Regions from separate parts of the Bombyx mori genome. Here region 1 is linked to region 2. The links are chromatin contacts, called in public Hi-C maps. All regions are on one chromosome and are shown on one strand. The core of a region is the stretch at or near the end of the contact, and the rest is flanking DNA. Distances in the headings are between cores, read along the strand shown.

Region 1 (5,612 bases), core at 736-3,235, 230 kb after region 2:
AAAGAAAAGATGATTAAAAACTTTCGACCCAACACTTTGACTAATAGTGTGAGGATCTGAAATGAGGGATATATTTTTTGGATAATTAGCAATAAAACGTTTTTTTTTCTTTGCTTTTTGAGATACGCAAATCTTACATTTATTATCTCTGATGTTTCGTATACATTACAGTTTCCGTAGTCGCTGATTACTAAGCTTACTAAGCTCACTATAGTGGCATATCGATATCTCGAATGTCAAGGGAAATACAAAAACCTTCGACTTACTAGGTCTTCGACTTGACAAGGAGTTTGAGAAATTAAGTATTTAATGCCTATAATATCGATTTAAGAAGGTGCGATTTTTGAGTATATTTTTCGAAGTAATCAAAAAAAAAAATTAGATTTGAGTTTTATGGTAGTCACATAATAATATGTATTGCATTCTATTACTTTTTCGTATTTGGGTAATTCCCAGTAATACATAAGTCGTTATGTTTTATTAACTTCGACTTACAGGGTCTGATTTTGGAAATACGAGTTATCGAATATAATAATGTACTAAAATGCGGGAATAGGGATTTACTGGTGGTAGAACCTCTTGTGAGTCTGCGCGGGTAGGTACCGCCACCCTGCCTATTTCTGCCGTGAAACAGTAATGTGTTTCGGTTTGAAGGGCGGGGCAGCCGTTCTAACTATACCGAGATCTTAGAACTTAACTAAGGTGGGTGGCGCATTTACGTTGTAGATGTCTATAGGCTTCAGTAACTACTTAACACCAGATGGACTGTAAGCTCGTCCACCCATCTAAGCAATAAAAAATAAATAAATAAAAAACTTGCCAATTGATTTGCATCCCGCATTCCTGCGATGTTAAAGGATTGTGGAATTGAACCCCAATTGTGGTAAAGAAACGCCTTGCCGCACGAAATAGCAGCAATTCGTGTCCCAGTTATCTGTGTTGCGAATTAGCATCGCGCCGATTCGCAGTTTTGTGTACAAACCCTAATGCCGCGATTTGGGCATGAATTAACGTAGTGTACAACTTTCTTAACCTTTGTTTTTTTTTTGTAAGCTAAACCTTTACGCCATATGAGTCGACTATTATCAAAGCCGGCAATGTGACTTTTGGACAATTATTGGTAAATCAGAAAAACGAATTATTGACTTTGTATTCCATTGGCAGTCACAAAACTCTTCTGAACGACATCTTAGATAAATAACAGGTTAAGTATTAACCTTTATTTAATGCAGGTTTTGAACCGTATTCCTTGAAGGAAACGATTATATTCAAATCAATCTGTATTGACATATCAATAACATTTTTTTGTCCAAATGCACAGATTGCCACCTTTGATAATAGACGACTCAATTATAGAGTTTGGTAGGAATACGAGTACTCATATTGCAACGGAGAGCATGCGTCGTCGTTTCTATATGTCAATCTCATTTAATAACAAATCGGCATGATTTTTGATGTGTTTTCTTTTTTTAAGTTTTTTATTTTTTCTTATTAACTTGCGTGTCTCTGTGTTCAGTAGGCTTAGTGACTCTATTATAAATGGAACGTTTGATATTCTCTTACGTTGTTATTACGCGTTGATGCGCCGTCGCTTTTGCGATCGGAGACTGGAGAATATAAAACGTTCCCATGGAAGATTTGTTTGTTTAACTGTCTTTCCCGGTGTACAGGCGGAAGAAAAAGTGCATGCGGTACATGGAAGCACTGGCGGCGGCCGCGTCGGGCGGCGACAACCTCCCCACCCAGTCCCCCTGCTCTGAGGAGGACGTCAAGCTCGAGGAGATGTCGGACGCGTCCAGCGACGAAGCGGACACCGCGCTCAACTCGGCGTCCAGTCCGGGCGGGCTGAGCGCTCTGTCCTCGCTCGCGTCGCCCGCCTCCGAGCCGCCGGCCCGTCACCCGGTAGGTACGAACCCGCGTGACGTCAACAACCCCCTGTCCGTCGGCCAGCTGACGTCACAGAGCTGGCCCCGCGCCGCCCAGCCGCGTCCCACGCACGAGGTCATCTCCGTCTCGTAGTCCGGCGAGCGTGTTGGTTGTGATATTGAACTGTTGATGTTGTTGATCGCTCGATGACGTAGCGGATGTCGTCGCTCCCCCCCCCCCAAACCCCATCTCTGATTCGGGTTTATTTGAACCGGGTGCTAAATTAACGTTTGCGATCTCTGACGTTGAGGAACATCGACATTTCGTGGGTGAACTTACCCGGAATCGAGTTTATATCCGGGTCTATAAAAAATATTTTTTTTTTGTCTATCGTGACACCGCCGATTGTGAGGCCTAATGTAAATTTTACCTACCGATGACCGAAAGTGCGATGTTCCTCGAAATCAGGATTACTCTAAAAACGCGATGGTTACGTTTTCTGTTAATATGTTTTGTTGTTTTTATAAACACATTTGTGAATTTAACGCGAAAGTCTATTGTTTCGACCGCGCCCGAAACGTTTTCGCTAAAGGAATTTATTGTTTACATTTGCCCTATAACTCACCACGACACACGAGTTCGCAGCGCGGCCGTAACTTTGCTTTTACGATGATAAATAGTCATATGATCTCAAAATCGCGAGCCCAAATCGAGTCATTTACAATGTATTATTATTCTCTATCCATATTTTTAGTTTCCAAATACGCTTCAGGAAATTTAATTGATAACAACGCCATCTAGCATCTTGTCCGTTAACTAAACACTATTAACGTAAATACTTCTTCAAGATAACAACTGACGTTTTAGTTCTAAAGATGAAATATAGGTGGCGTTGAATTTGACTTTTCTTACTGTGCCTTTTACTGATTCTGGAAAGAAACTATTTAAGCATTGTACATGAATATACTACAAAAATAAACAAATATTTGGTTAGTAAAAGTATGGCATGGATCAAGACTAATTCTTAAAAACGATTTTCAACCGATCTTATAACCGCAATGAATATTATAATGACGATCTAAGCTGTCTAAAATTGTTTATAAGGCCTCAAAAATGAGTTGTAACTTGACTTGAATCGTTTGAAATAAATATTTTTGATACTTTGACCAAATGACAAAGATTTATTAGCTCTCATCATTTTAATTCTATGTGAAGATTAAATCTAACATTTTATTTTAAGTTTAAGCTCACGAGTAGTGATGGTTTGATTGTTGCGGGAAAAAGGCAGCGATGTACCGGTCGTTTGCAAACAATACATCCGATTGTCGATGTCATTGTCGATGTTCAGTTTGACACGGCCATCACTACCCATGAGTTGCCTTTATAAGCTTCAGTAACATAAAATGCATGACGCGTAATTTTATTTAACTATTGAGGCCTCTGATTCTTCGTTTATCTGTCGGCCTGCACCAGAATAAGGTTCCATTTAGTGTTAGTTTCGGTTTAGTTTATAAATATTTTCCTTTCGCGGTAAGCGTGTAAAGTAATGTTAAGGCGGAGCGAAGGGAAAATTGTTTTTCCGTTGTGCGGAACATGTAGACTGTCATAGGTTAGATTAGAAACGTTGTATGAGTGAATTTTATTCAATTGATTGTGTACCGAACGCCCGTTATTTTATAGTTTCATTTTACTTGAACGTTCTTTTTGTTTTAAAGCGCCATCTATGTGACACCATTTAGTTTAAGTTATGACTGCTAGATGGCGCTAATTCGACATTTTTCCTAAACGTCTTTCGGTACACCTTCAAACTGTATATGTGTAAGTACATATATGATATAAATGTATAATATATATAGGTATAATCTAATTGTGTCATACTAGTTTAAGTGTATTATGCTAATTACATATGTATACATTTATTACGATATAAAAAGAAATTTTCAAAATGAAAATATTAGTTGGAAATAATGACTCGGGAGATATGAACACGGTTTTATTCGCAAGCCCCATTTAGATGTTGTATTTGTAAATAAATTTGTAATTCACTAATTGAATATTTAGGGACGTTTTTTTTTTTGGTATAAAAAAAATATTGCATTTATATTAATTATTATATGAAAAATAACACCCTCGGAATGTTCACGGACGGTTTTGTTTTATTCAACAAATAATTTTTTTTGTTAATTACTTTTTATTGTTATTATTAAGATTTTTAAACGTTGTTAAATGCAATATCGAGCCAGATTTTAAATGAAAAATAATAATAATAATTGTGCGTTTTGATTTGGATTTTTTATCGGAAATTTTAACTGACGATACATCGGAAACAACACTGCGTATCATTATCAGTTACCATGTGCTTGATTCGATGCGATTTGACTTTTACACGAAAAAGAATATATATTTGCATGTCCCGAAAACACATGGAATTTCATGTTAGTTAATGTTACATATTAAATATAAACATATGACGTCAATATCGTAATTAGATATGTTTTTTAAATAATTATTGCTTAAATAAAAGAGAAAGATTTTATGTTTGTCAGCGGATATGGACATTTTTTTATTGACATTAAAAGTGTTTTCTTTTTTTTTTAAAACCATCTAGAACAAATTGTTTGGACGTTGTCAGTTTGTGCCAAATTGAAAGAAAGAACAGGTTAATCCGGGATACCTCTCAATTCTGATCGTAATTAATATGTTGATAGATTTTATAAGTTGTTTTTTATTGTTAAGAAGGGTCAGTAAGGCTCATACGAGCAAGTTACGATTTATGTTTAGTAGAAGAAGAAAATTAAGAAGAAATAAAATTATGTTTTCAAATTAGAAAAAAAAAGAGACGATAATAATAAAAACTCAATCTTACTAGGTCTGATCCCATTTCTTGTGTTCAGTTGAACGAATATTATTTTAATAAACAACTTAAAAATTGTATGAGATTTGTTGTTTTATTCTCGAGGAATGAAATTCTCGGGGAAACCTTGATTGATGATTGTGGCGTGTTGCTAATATATTTTATTTCCACACCTATACGCCGGTAGCCTAAGGACGGGTAGGTGAGCTCACGGGCTCAACCTGAGAGAATTGCTAACACTAGCCCTAGCAAGGGCAGTGCTTCGCAGAATCTACTACCGGATCGGAAACGCGACCACTGTGAGGATCCGGCGAGAAACTCAGTGGGCTGTGTCTGAGGGTTAATTTACTCGTCGAGCCCTTCGTCGCAAGCGATGGGTTCGACGAGGACGGTGACCGGTGCTTGAGGCACCTAAAAGCACCGTTAATGAATCGGGAGGATCCGTAATGACGTGTGTTAAGACAGGAATCCCCATCGGACATGTCTAGTGATATTTAGATTTTGAACATAGATACAGTTTTTGTTTGACGACTGAATCGCCAATGTACATGTTTAATGTATGCTAGATCGCGTTCTTGGAAACAAACTGTCTCCAAATACCTATTGAAAAATAATCGAAAAATAAAGCTAAGAAAACAACAACAATTAGTTTCATCTTTTTTTTTGTTATCCTATTAATACTGGTGAAGATATTAGAGCAGTGTTTCCCAACCTTTTATGTGCCATGCCTCACTGTCACATTTCTAGAAATTTTATGCCCCCCATACATAATTTTGAACATTAAAAATTTATTTGTTCACTTCAGTAACATAAATGATAAGTTTTAGAAAGAAATCACTATGAAATTGTTATCAGAACACTGCAAGTAATATTTCAAAACATATAATAAAAA
Region 2 (5,193 bases), core at 2,619-5,118:
TCTGGTGAGCCCTTAGGTGTAGATATCAACACGTGCCTTTTTTTTTTCCTACCTATGCTGAGAGCCTTGAAAGGCTATATCAGCGTAACCCTAACTTTTGTAGGTGAGCTCACGTGTCTCAAACCTGATGACGTTGCTAACACGAACCCTAGCAAGAGCCGTGCTTCGCAGAATCTACCACCGGATCGGAAACGCGACCCACTGAGAAGATCCGGCGAGAAACTCAGTGGGCTATTTCTGCCGTGAAACAGTAATGCGTTTAGTTTTTAAGGGCGGGGCAGTCGTTGCAATGCAAAACTGAGACTTAAGCTCATGTGTTAAAGTGAGTTTGGCATTTACGTTGTTGATGCCTGTTTAGGGTAATCCTAAACATAAAATTTTGAATGTTTTTAAATATAGGAACACACTAATAAGTATGGCAACACAGTTAGTGGCAGTTACAAAAAAAATCTGGTCGTACGTACACGTGTTGTACATCAAAAATTAAAAATCCTTCGCTCTGAATCTAGTTTTTATTGAAGCTAGCACCAAAATACAGTCCACGCTCTAAACAATGTCTATTTAATTTTTCTACCTATTCTAGTGACCTCGAGGGGTCATACCTACTTGATTCACCGAAAGATGTCTAGATGTCTAAGCTCTGGTAGCCACTATAGCAATAAATAAAAGCAATGACTTGGCTTTGCCCTGGCATTGTCCACGTCCACAAACGAACTAACCACTCACCATCAAGTGAGCCGTAAGCTAGTCTACCTACGAAGACAATAAAAAAATGGTCGTTTAATTCACGTAATTATCCAACGCTTTCCGTGATTGATTAACCATAAGTATTTACTAATTCCGATTTTTTTTATTAGGTACCTACAAGATATTCGAGAATTAATTATTAATAATAGCCTGCCTATTTCTGCCGTGAAGCAGTAATGCGTTTCGGTTTGAAGGATGGGGCAGCCGTTGTAACTATACTTGAGACCTTAGAACTTATATCTCAAGGTGGGTGGCGCATTTACGTTGTGGATGTCTATGGGTTCCAGTAACCACTTAACATCAGGTGCGCTGTGAGCTCGTCCAACCACCTAAGCAATAAAAAAATAAAATAGATTAATTCTTGGATGTCAACAAACTGGACAGCATCCAAATTAAACAATAAAAAAAGACCTTTAATAAAGCCTTATACGAGACACAGATTTGATTTGAGTTAATTGTTCTGTGATTTCTAAAATTTGAAAGATAAATTAATAAAAATGTGTAGTTTAAATACTTAAAAAAAAACATCCTTATGTAACAAACAGTCAGGATTTCAGAGCGAAGTTGTAAAATGATTGTATGTATCGTCATCGGTGCTTGATGCGTGATTTATTTTTATTTTTTATTGCTTAGATGGAACTGGAGTCCATAGATATCTACAACGTAAATGCGCCACCCATCTTGAGATATGAGTTCTAAGGTCTCAAGTATAATTACAACGACTGTCCCACCCTTCAAACCGAAACGCATTACTACTTCACGGCAGAAATAGGCAGGGTGGTGGTACCTACCCGTGCGGACTCACAAGAGGTCCTCAAGTAATTACGAAAATTATAATTTTGCAGGTTTTGATGTTTATTACACGATGTTATTCCTTCACCGTGGAAGTCAATCGTGAACAATTGTTAAGTACGTATTTCGTTAAAAAAATTAGTACACGCCTGCGGGATTCGAACACCGGTGCATCGCTACATACGAATGCACCGGACGTCTTATCCTTTAGGCCACGACTACTACAAAATTATGAAATTAGAAGAAATTTATGAAAAAATATGATTTTATTACAATCCGATTGCATAGACCCAAATATCATATTAATATGTTAAATATGTTCATATACATACCGTCTTGGACATGAGGTCGGCAGCTCACAATAACGGTTGACCAGCCTTCCAATCAATTATTAATTACTTCATTGAAGAAAAGTTCAACATGAATAAATATGTTTACATATAATTTATAACACAATAATAGACCATAAACTTAGAAGTCGGTCATGAACAAAAACAGTCGGTTTGTTAAAATGATATCGTCATTTCCTTTTTACACGTGCCACAGAGTACATCCCTACTACTTGAAGTCAATGCATTCATTCGCCATGTATTTCTAGATGTAATTTCTACAATACCACCCGATTTTGTAAAAATTTTTAAGGGATTTTATGACCTGGTAACTGAGACCTTTAAGTCATGTCTTATTTTAATTTATATTCATATTTTTATGAAAAATGATATTATGGAGTGAAATGAAATGAAGATGATGAATTTGAGACATTAATCAACTGGGATGAAATTAAATGAAATGAAATGAGATGATATGGGATGAAATATAATCTCAGTAAAATGGTGGTAATTTACTAAGATTTTTTCAGTGGACTTTTTAGAGGATCCCGAGAAGTTACGTCCAGCGGCTTTATTTCATTTTCCCACATTTGTGCACTTTCACAGATATTAAACAGTTAATAAACCACCATTATTACACATTTAAACCTGAAGAAACACTAAATAGACAAAATAAAACAAATCACACAACTTCACTCTTCGCGTTCCCGCCAAAAAGTCCCCGATTTTGTAATAAGTTACGGTGTGGTTATTAAACATAATTTACTCCTCTGACATTGTTTATTAAGCAAAACGTTTCGAAGAAAAACTTTCTGTCCTGCCTAAATCTCACTATCCTACCTGTCTCGAGTAGTTATGTTTGCGGCATTAATTGTTTTGTTGAAATTTTTGCCGCGACGCAAAGGATGAAGTTGAGTTAACAGAAAACTTCAATTGTGTCAGCTCTGGTGAAATTGAAAACTTATGACGGAACGTTGTGTTATGAACTTCGGTGACCTTGAAGGATGACTGTCCAAGACTATTTCATCTCAGTCATCCACGCAAGAAGAAAAAAGTTGGATTAAATACTAAAGCCACCAAGTCTATGCAATGCTGTCATAAAATTAGTACCTACAAACTCAAAGTCACATAACCGCTATAAACATGATTGTACTACAATATCCGATAGGTGTAAATTACACGAATGTTTCATTCATAGTTTTATTCATTCACAAAACGTGTGTAACACCCGCGAAAAGTATCGGCGGTGTTGCCAAAATTACAAACTGAATCACGCAAAACAAACTTTGTTAACGTTTAGCGACCATTATAATTTTATAACGCCTCTGGGGTCGATCTCGGCCAAGGATCGAAAGAAAAAAAAATCCTTCCGCAAAGAATTTAGGAGTGTCCGAGACTCAGACCAAATCGGACTCGTTATAAATTTTGTGAAGATAACAATGCGTGCGTGTGGGTGTGTGGTACAGCGCTGACGAGTATAGTTACGGCACGCAATAACGCTAACAAGCGTGCGAGCGAGAAACATTTACATTTGTAGGGCGGCATCTCTATCTTGCCGTCGGCAACATGGCGCGCTGACTCGGGCGCAGGCTCGAATCGTATCGCCTGCCCACTCAAGGTTCGCTGACTGCCGTTCTTTTGTTTTTAATGTTGCCATAAAAAAGACAGGTTCCCAATTCTTGTGTGAATAAAAAACTTACCTTTTTTTTCATTAAGTAATATTTCAGCTCAAGAATATTGAGAAAATACAACGACATCGTAGTATGTTTCAGTATTTTAGAAAGAATGAAACAATCAAATGATAATTATATATAAGTTTCTCTTGAAATCCAAGAACCATTACTAGATTTCAAATATTTTAAGCACTCTCGCTTTTTATTAATAATAAATTTATGAGTAACGTTTTGCTTCACCTGTACTTCCGATCTTCGACATTTCATAAATTTTATTATGTGGTATTAACTTAGGTACTAAACGTTTTAAACGCTTTCTAATTTTTTTTTCTTTTTATTGATGCACAAAACAAATTACAACCATAGAAATAATAATTTTAAATGTTTTAAATGGCCTGAAGAATTGGTTAATATTACTTACCTACTTATTTCGTGACAATAACAATTAGTTTAAATTATAAACTACAATTATGTATTGAGCTCGATTATATTTAATTAATTATAGGAATGAAGCCTGTATTTACAGAACGGTGAGGAGAAGCGGTTCGGATTCCGGGAACCCTGGACCGCAGACGAAAACAGCGTCAAGCCGAGGACCTGCTCAAACCGAACGTCTGCATACCGATCGTTGGTTTTTTGTAAGCTTGAGTCGGTGCACACCGAGCTGTATCTGTGCGAGTGAGACGAGCCGAGTTGTGTGCGTGTCGGGCGCCTCGCCGCTCTCGCGTGCAGTGTACCCGCGACTCCCGGCCGGCCGCGGCCCGTTCGCGCTTCTCCGTCAAACTGACGCCGATAAACAAAATAATGACCAGTGTACCACATTACGTGCATCGCGAGTGCAATAAGCGACGACAGTGTGTGATAACGAGAATGTAACGTGCGTGTTGTGTCAAACGGATAGTGAAATATTTCAAATATTGGAGTTTTAGGCGCGTGGAGTGCGCCATGCTCGCAGTGTTTAGGTATGTGGAGACCGATTAATTATGGCCCATCAGTGTCGAAGGGGTCGGTGGCCTGCATTTTCGCTACCGGCTCTCGTTATTTTTGTAATCGGTGACAGATTTCGCGTGAGTCTAAGACCGCGGCGTGTGGCCGCTGGCGTGCTATTTACACGTTATGTTTTCGTTTACACGGTCGACCGTGAAATATTTTCTGTCCGCATCCGTTTGATTTTTTCGTATTTTACGTGCATCGGACTCAGTCCGCCGTCCGTTATCAGTTTCGTCGAAGTGTGTCGTGTAATTTACGAAGTAATTAATCTGTTATCGCCGCCGGTGTAGCGATGTGAGCGCGTGAGCATTGAACTTTGCATCTACTCGCGTTAGTTCTGTGGTCAAGTTTGAAAAATACCATGTTGCTGCTAACTATAGCAGTCAGTCTACGACTAAATCGTTATTTGTGACTTTTAATTCAATGTCGTAAACATATACTTAGATCTTAAAATCAAATTGTATGTAGATAACATAATAATACGAAATAAAAATGAAAAGTACTTACCTAATTAACATTCGTAACGCGAAAACTAGATTCCTATCTCGCATACAATATTGTTGATAAAACACATTATCATCTAGTAAACTCCCTTGTATTCTTTTATTATAAAAGTAAACAAATCAATTTCATAACAAAGACACATAGGTATACCCAGTGGT

Evidence for each region. A called contact is a pair of places that touch in the nucleus more often than the background predicts.
Region 1: a Hi-C map of middle silk gland shows a contact between it and region 2, with 2.1 times the contacts expected there. The contact joins the enhancer-like site here to the promoter of LOC101742450 in region 2. A contact is called at or near these places in 5 of 7 Hi-C or Micro-C datasets (middle silk gland, posterior silk gland, an unstated tissue and 1 more).

The regions. Positions count from the first base shown.
Region 1 is chr27:4,115,281-4,120,892 of ASM3026992v2, forward strand. It overlaps LOC101742450 (protein pangolin, isoforms A/H/I/S), which reads left to right. Exons shown (of 12, transcript XM_062676460.1): 12 at 1,671-4,800. The coding sequence ends at 2,019. Among protein-coding and RNA genes, the nearest start is that of LOC134201531, 28 kb to the right of the region's middle. Within about 2 kb of position 1,986, at least 7 of the 8 cell types and tissues checked have open chromatin away from gene starts, as enhancers often do.
Region 2 is chr27:3,886,433-3,891,625 of ASM3026992v2, forward strand. LOC101742450 (protein pangolin, isoforms A/H/I/S) reads left to right here and starts at 3,869. Exons shown (of 12, transcript XM_062676460.1): 1 at 3,869-4,503.